2 separate regions of the Canis lupus genome follow, and region 1 is linked to region 2. The links are chromatin contacts, called in public Hi-C maps. All regions are on one chromosome and are shown on one strand. The core of a region is the stretch at or near the end of the contact, and the rest is flanking DNA. Distances in the headings are between cores, read along the strand shown. Region 1 holds the start of TOX (thymocyte selection-associated high mobility group box protein TOX). Region 2 overlaps LOC119866669 (a long non-coding RNA gene).

What was found. A called contact is a pair of places that touch in the nucleus more often than the background predicts.
Region 1: a contact with region 2 is called in a Hi-C map of blood, with 2.1 times the contacts expected there. The contact joins the promoter of TOX here to the enhancer-like site in region 2. A contact is called at or near these places in 2 of 9 Hi-C or Micro-C datasets (amygdala and blood).

The regions. Positions count from the first base shown.
Region 1 is chr29:10,328,317-10,332,554 of UU_Cfam_GSD_1.0, forward strand. It overlaps TOX (thymocyte selection-associated high mobility group box protein TOX), which reads right to left and starts at 1,566. Exons shown (of 10, transcript XM_038579374.1): 1 at 1,180-1,566. The coding sequence starts at 1,281. It overlaps LOC102152621 (a long non-coding RNA gene), which reads left to right and starts at 1,556. Exons shown (of 7, transcript XR_005380986.1): 1 at 1,556-1,603.
Region 2 is chr29:10,025,274-10,029,670 of UU_Cfam_GSD_1.0, forward strand. It overlaps LOC119866669 (a long non-coding RNA gene), which reads left to right. Exons shown (of 3, transcript XR_005380849.1): 3 at 1,612-3,191. Among named protein-coding and RNA genes, the nearest start is that of NSMAF, 110 kb to the left of the region's middle. Within about 2 kb of position 1,663, at least 8 of the 20 cell types and tissues checked have an H3K27ac peak or open chromatin away from gene starts, as enhancers often do. A contact at or near this core is called in blood, where this site is marked.

The DNA.
Region 1 (4,238 bases), core at 316-2,815, 300 kb after region 2:
GAGTCCCAACGACTCATCCGGTGGAATTCACGGAGGGGCTGACCGGGAACTGCTCGCAGGGGCTACAGGACCGGGCAGGTGGGGCGCGAGCTGGGCGTCCCGACCCCTCGCCCCGCGCCGCGGGGAACGCGGTCCTCCCCGCCGACGCTCCCGGGCCGGGCGGCTCGCCCCCCTCCAACAAGCCCCGCGAGCACGGCCCTGGCCCCGCGGCTGCTCCCGGAGGCCCGGCCCCGCGCGCCCTCCCTCCCGGGGCCGAGAGCTGGAGAGGCGCCGAGACCAACCCCCCCCCTTCGCAGCCCCGGACCGTTGCGTCCACGGGACCGGCGGAGCCCCCGCCCCCGCCCCCGCCCGGGGCACCCGCCCGGCCGGCCGCGCTCGGGTGCCCCGCGGCCTTGGCACCTGGGGTCACCGGGCCGGGGGTGCAGCCCGGCCCGGGACCCTGCTCCGGCCCCGCGGGAGCGCTGGAGCTCCGGGGCTCCGGACGGGAACTCGACGCGCTCGTCCGGCTTCCAACAAACTTGCGGTGACCGCGCGCACCCCCGAGCGGGAGCTGTGCCCGTCCCCGCGCGGCTCCCCCGTGCACCCCGGCCCGCACAGCCGCGTCCCACAGGGCGCGGGAAAACAAAAGGCTTGCGGGGCGATGTTCCCGGCGGGGGTTGGGGGCGGGGGCGTCTCCCCGGTCCCCGCACCCCGACTCGCGGCGGCTCCGCTGGCAACTAACCCCGCTCAGGGAAGCGGTGCCACGGGTCCCCGCAGCCCGGGAGAGGGCGGGAGGGACGAGGGGAAACTAGAAAATAAACTGACTTCTCTTACTCTCTGCCTCCGTTCCCGGACCCCAGACACACCCCCCAAAGTATTCCGTGGGTTTCTCTTAATTTTTTTTTTTAACGCCCCCCGGCAAACCCAGGCAGGGAGCCTTCGTGGCGAACAGCAGGAAGGGAAGGATCCGAGCAAACCGTGTCACTTTCCGCACGATCGCGGTGTTTGGCAAACCCCCGGAGCTGCTGCACAGTATCTACTACCCCAGCGCACGCAGGGCTGTAGCGGGCTGCGAGCCGAGCGCGCCCGGGACCGGCCTCCGCCGACCGCCCCGGCAGCCGGGCCAGCCCGCCGCCGCCGCCGCCCCCCTCCCGGGATCCAGCAGCAAGAACACGGTGGAAACAAAAGCAGAGCGTTCACCTTGTTGCAATAGTAGGGGTCCAGGCAGGGAGAAGGTCCCAGACAGGGAGCGTCGGGCGCAGCGGCGGGCTGGGCTGGAGGTGGATAGAATCTTACGTCCATTTCACTCTCACATCAAGCAACTCCTTTTCTTTTCCTTTTTTTAAAAAAAGTGTTCAGCAAAACAAGCTTAGACGGAACAGAGAGAGGTGTCTGGACTCAGGAGTAAAAGAAACACCTTCCTTCCCTCACATCCGTTTGTGGTTTGTTTAAGAAGAAGAGGAGAAAAAAAAAAAAAAAAAGAAAAAAAAAAAAAGAGGGGGGAAAAGCGCTCAACTCTCCCCCAAGCCGCGGCGCGCACCCGTCGGCGCCGAGCGCGCAGCCTGCTCCGCCGCCGCCTCCCGGCCCCGCCGCCGCCGCCGCCGCCGCCGCCGCCGCCGGGCAGGTAACTTCATGCGCTCATTGTCCCCCCGCCCGCCCCCCCATCCCCGCCTCCCGCGCCCCTCGCCGCCCGGCACACGCGCTCGCGCTCGGGCTCTAGGTCCTGGGCGTTTTATTGGAGTCTCTGAGTTGCTCTGCTTTTAGTTTATTTTCTCCACCTTGGAGGCCTGGGATGGGGGGAGGAATGAGGAATGAAGAGGGGGACAGGGCGGGGGGTGGGGGGGTGAACGCCCCGGGCCGGGCGGGGTAGGGTGCGCGGCAGGACGCGGGGCTGCTCGCGGCCCAATGGCTGCAGCTCGGGTCTGGGGGCCGGGGCCGGAGGAGGGAGGAGCGGAGGGGGAGGAGGAGGAGGAGGAGGAGAGCGCGGCCGGGACCGGGCCGGGGCGGCGGGACCCCGCGGAGCCTCCGCCGGGTCCGGGCCGCGCTCCTCCCGGCCGGCGCGTCGCACACAAAGGGGCTGCGGAGCCCCAGCCGCCCGCCGCCCGGGGGCACGGCGGGGAGCGCGCAGCAAGGGGGCGCTGTGGCGCACCCCGCCCCGCAGCCCCGCCCCCGGGCCCGCCCCGGCCCCACCCCGCTCCCGCCGCCCCCTCCGCGGCCGTCCCCACCTCTTTCTCTGCGTTCGCCGCCTCCCCTTTGGTGCCTGTCCCCTCTGGCGTCGCTGCGTCCCCACCCTTCCTCCCAGCCCCTGGTGGCGGTGACTGTGCCACGCGGCGCGGGCCCGGGGCCGTGGCCCGGGGCCCCGCAGGGAGCGCGGATCCTCTGTGCGCCGTAGCGGGCTACTTGGGCTCCCCGGCCCAGGGGCCCGGAAGGACTGCAGGGTGTGCAGGAGCCCCCGAGGCGCCCCCCTTCTGTTGCGCGCTTCCGCCTCCAGCCCTCACCTCGCAAGGATCTGTGACCCACTGGAGGGTTTGCAAAGCTAAGGCAGCCCGAGAGACTCCGCAAAGACCACGGGGGTAAATCAGAGTGTAAATAGGGAAACAGCCCCCCGCACCCTGGATCGGGCTAGAGGGAGAACACGCGGGCTGTTAGCTGCCCCTGAGGGGATTCTTGTGGTTTTGTAATTGGACGCTCTTGGAGAGGCACAGGAGACCCGGAGTCAGCCTCCCCAGGTCCCTGGGAGGAGGAGATCGCCAGTCGTGTTTTCCCGCCTTACCTCTGAAACCCAAGGCGCTTGCAACTCCCCCCCCCCCCCCATGGCTGGGGGGCAAAAAATCCGCATATCTTGGCTGTAGTCCAAGAGATTTATCCCTGAGGCTCTGTCCTTGGTGGGAAGTCCAGGCCAGGCCGGAGTGGGTGATAGTTACCTTCCCAGGAGGAAGCAGCCCCACACAGTAGGGCCCAAGACCCTGCAAAGGAGCCTGGAAGTAACTTCATCCATTCCACTTGTTTCTGGTGTTAAGGAGGGCACTAATGACATTTTGGCACCCTACACAACTTTACAGTGCGTGCTGATTGCCAACTGCTCTGTACAACTTTCTCACAGTGATGTTGTTTCCTCTGCAACTGAGAGCACCTGTCAGGTACAATCAGAGGGATCTGGAAGAAAATCTATGAAGAAAGTAAAAGAAATGATAATATCATTGGATGTCTTTACATGGCTTTTTAGGAACCTTTTAGCAAGCATTGCTTCGTACTCTTTGCATCCTTTTCCTCTGAGCCATTGTTTTCTTTCTTCCCTTCATCATTTTTATGAGTAGCAAAAATCTAGCCCTTTCCCCATCTCAAGATTGACATGGTGGAAATTGTGTAGGGAGAGAGAGCAGTGAGAAAATAAGAATTCCTCTCCCCTGGATTCAGAAGAACCTCCATATTTATAGGTCCTTCAAGGCATAAAATAAAATAAGAAACAATTTTTTTTTCCTCTTAATAAAGGTCTTTATAGTAAAATTTAAATGCTTTGTGTTTTATAGTGTCATTGTTCAAAATTCAATGGCAGATGCTAAATGTAGTGGTTTGTACTCCACAATTAAAAAAAAGAAATACCTTTTGAATTTAACTTAAATATTTCCAAGCTTAAGTTTCTATCATCCATTCAGCACTTATCACTAACATATTACAGCAGTTCAAAATTCAATTCTAAAAACTTCCTTAGAATCTGCAAATGAGGGGCGCTTGGGTGGCTCAACAGTTGAGCATCTGCCTTCAGCTCAGGACGTGATCCCAGAGTTTCCATCAAGTCCCGTATGGAGCCTGCTTCTCCTCCCTCTGCCTATGTCTCTGCCTCTCTCTGTGTCTCTCATGAATAAATAAATAAAACTTAAAAAAAAAAAAAGAATCTGTAATTGAAGTACTGTTTGATGGCTCCGGGAACATCAAGAAGATGAAAAGTATCAGGACAGGAACAATATCATTCATTATCAACATCTTGACACCTAGGGAAGACAATGATGTCCATACTGTGTTCCATAGACCTACTATACTATTTTCTCTGTCTTGAGGAAAAACCCAAAAGCATGGGAAGTGTGTGACCTTCCATTTAATTTGGGCCTGGTTTCTTCCATGTGCAATCAGTAGAGTCAAAGTGATATGTTTGTGCATGACCTGGTATCAGGGGTGGGAATGTGAGGTTTTGATTTAAAAAGCTCTTGGGGAACCTGGGTGGCTCAGTGGTTGAGCATCTGCCTTTGGCTCAGGTCATG
Region 2 (4,397 bases), core at 413-2,912:
TGATCCCGGGTTTCTGGGATCGAGTCCTGCACCAGGCACCTGCTCCTGTCTCTGCCTGTGTCTGCCTCTCCCTCTGTGTGTCTCTCATGATAAATAAATAAAATCTTTAAAAAAAATGTTCCCTCCAAAACATGGTAAGGATACAGTGAAGTGCCCCTCTGCCCCCCACTCCACCGTGGTCTTTCTCGAATTCTATTAAAAACAATATTAATTTGTTTGGAGTAAATGGTTGATACTGTATTCTCTGAATGTAACTGTGAGTAACAGACGTGCTTTGACTCAAGTGATGGAGCAGCTCCTTTTTAAGTAAGGTCTACCACCCAATCAAGTCGAGAGGGTGCGTTTCCGCACAATCTGAAGTTGGGCCTAATTTCTCAGAGTAGGCTACCTCTTCCAGCGGTAGCTCTTGCCCTAGAAAATGGCCACAGGAGCAGGGATATTTTAGGATTTAGAATACTCTGTGACTTACAGTCACAGATTAATTTTTAAGTAAGTTCTGCACTCTGGATTTTCTTTTGTTTGTAGCCTGGGCCTCAGCAGGACCAGGAATGGAAGTCCTGGTGGGGTTCAGGGGAACTCAGTGAGAGGCATATCTTGCCTTTTATTTTCAATAGTGAGTCACTTCTGATTGGGAGTGCTGAATTAGTATTACGTTTCATCTACCTCTCACCCACTGTCATGGTGTGTGGAAAGAATCAGGAACGGGAGCGTCTGGGTGGCTCAGTGGTTGAGCCTCTGCCTTTGGCTCAGGTTGTGATCCCGGGGTCCTGGGATGAGTCCCACATTGGGTTCCCTGCAGGGAGCCTGCTTCTCCCTCTGCCTGTGTCTCTGCCTCTCTCTCTCTCTGTGTATCTCATGGACAAATAAAATCTTAAAAAACAAAACAAAAAAAAGAATCAGGAACAGAGTTCTCAGTCGCCTGTGGAGCAATGGGCTACTCTTAGGGCTGAGCAGTAGTGTTCATTTGTCTACACCTCCGAATCCTGCGTGATGTGATTCCAATCCTAATATCTAGCATCAGCTTGGCCCCGAGGCCAGTTCCCTCCCCTCCCCACTACAGCGCACAGAGTCACGGAAGGTGCCAAGCAAGGATGAAGAAGTGACATCCTTTTGCATCTGCTCTGACAACTCCACCAGGTTGCGATTAATGCTCGAAAAAGCAGTCCTGTTGGAAAGACCAAGGTGACTCCCCCCGTGACACGGGGGCCCGCGTGGCCTGACCTTTAACTGCACTGGAGCGCTATTATTTCCATCGCCTTTATGACCGGACTTGGACTTGAAACTGCCGGGCCTTACTCCACTACCAACCTCCATCTCCCCTTTCCTTGCACAGCCTTAGAACATGCAAACCTATCTTATCCCGCAGGCTTCCACCGAGTCCGAATGCCAGCTGCACGCGAGTGACTGGTCGTCGCCCCGAGCGCGGTCCCTAAGTTAGAGACCCGTGGCCGCTCGCGGACCTGCCCTCCGCCCCCGCCGGGCGTCCCTCCCAGCGCTAGGGCCCTGCGGGCAAGGGCTGGTCCGAGGGACACAAAGTTTTGGGAATCTGGTGGCTTCAGACCTTTGATCGCCACTTTCTAACTGTCTTTCAAACCTTTTGCCTTGTAACAGTTGCAGGCTGCGGTTTCGCTGTCTGTGCGAGGTGACTCACAGCGCTGCGCGCCCGGAGGGGGATGCGATCACCCGCACCAAGCCACCTCCTGACTTCCTGCACCGCTTATCAGCCAAGCCATCGGCCACGAGCTGACATTTCAGCATTCAGAAGCTCCCTGCCCCCACCTCCAAAAAGGGGGAAAAAAAAAAAAAGTGACAGGAGGAGAAAAGGGCTAATTTGGCAATAGTTTGCTCTTGCTGTTTGGCCTGGAGAAAGACATTCAAAGTGGTGGAAGATTGTTTAGTAACAGCTGGCGAGCACCAGGGTGTGAGGCTGATTTTCAGATATGACAGGCACTTACAGGAATGCTGCCAGATACAGCTGTTTAAAAGCCTTAATAAACAGCAAGTCAATACTAATCTTTGCCAAATTAATCTTTTCCCTGACAGCCCATCAGAGCAATTATGCTTAGGCTTATTGTAAACACACAATTGTCAAACAGGGACGCTGCAGCCTTTAAAATACTGCCTCTTGGTTTGTAGTCTTTCTTCAGCAGGGTTTGTTGTTTCTTCTGTAGCACGAGAAGGCTTCCCATTTTATTTTGCAGCCACTATTGCTTTTTTTTTTTTTTTCTGGCCTCGGGTCAGTGTGAATGAAATTTCATTTTCAAACGTCTTTGCTAGCAAGCTGTTAATAAAATGTGAAATGACGACAGTCAACAGGATTCGTGCTGGTGGGCTCCTTTAATGAGGCGCAATTGTGACCAGTGCAGAAATATAACATGACATTGTCCTCTGTCGTCTCCGGGTCCCAGGACGAGAACTTCATCTTTGCTCCTTACCTCTGCAGTGTAATCTGGCTCCAGGTACACACAAGTGAGAAATGAGGAAGGCAAAGTCTAATGTCTCTGTATGCACATGTATTGCAAAGTATGTGTGTGTTGTTGGTTCAGGGGTGTCCCTCCCTCCCAGCCTTCCTCCTTTGTGACTGGTGACATCAGGAAGCCCTTCCGTGCCTCCTCCATCCCCACCCTCCACCCCCATGGCCCTTTCTCCCAGCAATAGGCTTGTGTAAGGATTTGGAAACTTTTCTGTTAGGTCAAGGCGTATCCCTGATGGCACCTGGTTCTGAAGCTCCTTTTGGGAGTCTTAAAAGCTAGGACAATTTCTTCTTACCTGCCATGATTTAGCCAGAGTCCAGGAACTATGATCTTTTATTTATTTCATCAAGTCACACTAGGACTTGGCAATCAGAAAAAAAAAAAAATCAGCGCGTGGTTTATCGATGCTTTAGTTTAGCATCCTATACACTTGTCTCCTGAAATTTCTCTCCTGCACTCAACACTCCTACTTGTCTAGCACCTTTTTTCTCCTTTGCTTCTTGTTTTCTTGATGTGACTAGTGTGTATTCTTTTAGTTTTGCAACTAGGAACTCCTGTTCAATTACATAGACTAAAAGGAAAAAAGTGGCACAACTCATTTTGAAATTCTTTGTTATCTTTTTCTAAGCTTAGATTTCTTAGTGGAAAGGTTCCATTCTTCATCGCTCCTGATGCTTGTCTGCAGTGTCTAATGCCCTTCTATAATTTAAAGAGCTTTTAAATCGTCAAGTAAACATCACACAATTCCTGTTGAGGATAATCTGTGATGTTTCACTGATCTTTCTATATATCATTGCATTTGTTGTGCACCTACTATGTGCTATGGCATTCCAAGTTGTTCTGGAAGCTAAGATATATTCTGTTTTAGGAAAACAAGGAGGAATTTGTACAGTGGGGTGACTGACTCATGAATTCACCCATCAAGTGACTCAGTGCGAGTTAAGTTTGGAAGTTAAACTCACGATGCGAATTCTGTATTGTGCCTTGCCAGTATTTCAATGTTCAGTCATCAGCAAAAGAGATGAAATTCTGTTTTTCTGTTACCTTAAAATGAGAGTTATGAAAGAAACAGGAAAGTGAAGCTCAAATCCCCTTTCAACAAATAAACATTAAGAGAACATCTGTGTGTAACAAAAACTTTAGGATGTTTATTTGGGATGTACTGGAATCTGGCAATTTAAAAAATTCCTAATTTAGTGTAGCTGTCTATGACTGATTTGAAGGGAGGTAGGTATCTTGCAAACAAACAAAACTGATTACTTCTTTGAATATTTCCCCCTAGGACTTCGTAAAGAACTGACTCCATGTGAAATCCTACCTAAAGTTACAGCGCAAACCCCATCATCTTTAGTTCCAAAGCACATTGGGTGGAATCAAATGAAATTGCCATCTTTGGTAGGTAAAAGGGTAAAATATTGGCAATTTCATATGACAGTCAATTTGCCATTCAAATGAGTAGGGCAACCCTTTTGCAAAAGGCAAGAGATCCATAGAGAAAGGTAACTGTTTATTTTTCTGATTTTGAATTTATGAATAAAAAATATGTCTTAGTGATGAATCCAAGCCAGGACATACTGTGCCATGTAGCCCTGGCTGTCTGAAGGCCACTCATAGCCCATTTCTGATGGGCTTCTGTTCCTTTAAGGCAACAAATGAAAACAATCACAGAGACCTTTTGTTCTTAGCTATGTTCACTATAAACTGTAAGTCATTACTTGACCAATTCTCCATTGTCCACTCATTCATGTTTGAATGGGAATTAGGTTTTTGAATTATTCTTCTTGTGTATGTTACAGACACAAATCAACCCTCTTCTAACCCCTGGGACACTTTTTTTTTTTTTCTGATTACTTATAATTTTGACTTTGATATGTTGGTAAGGATACTCTATGTCCAGTTTTATTGCTGAATTTCCCAGAATGC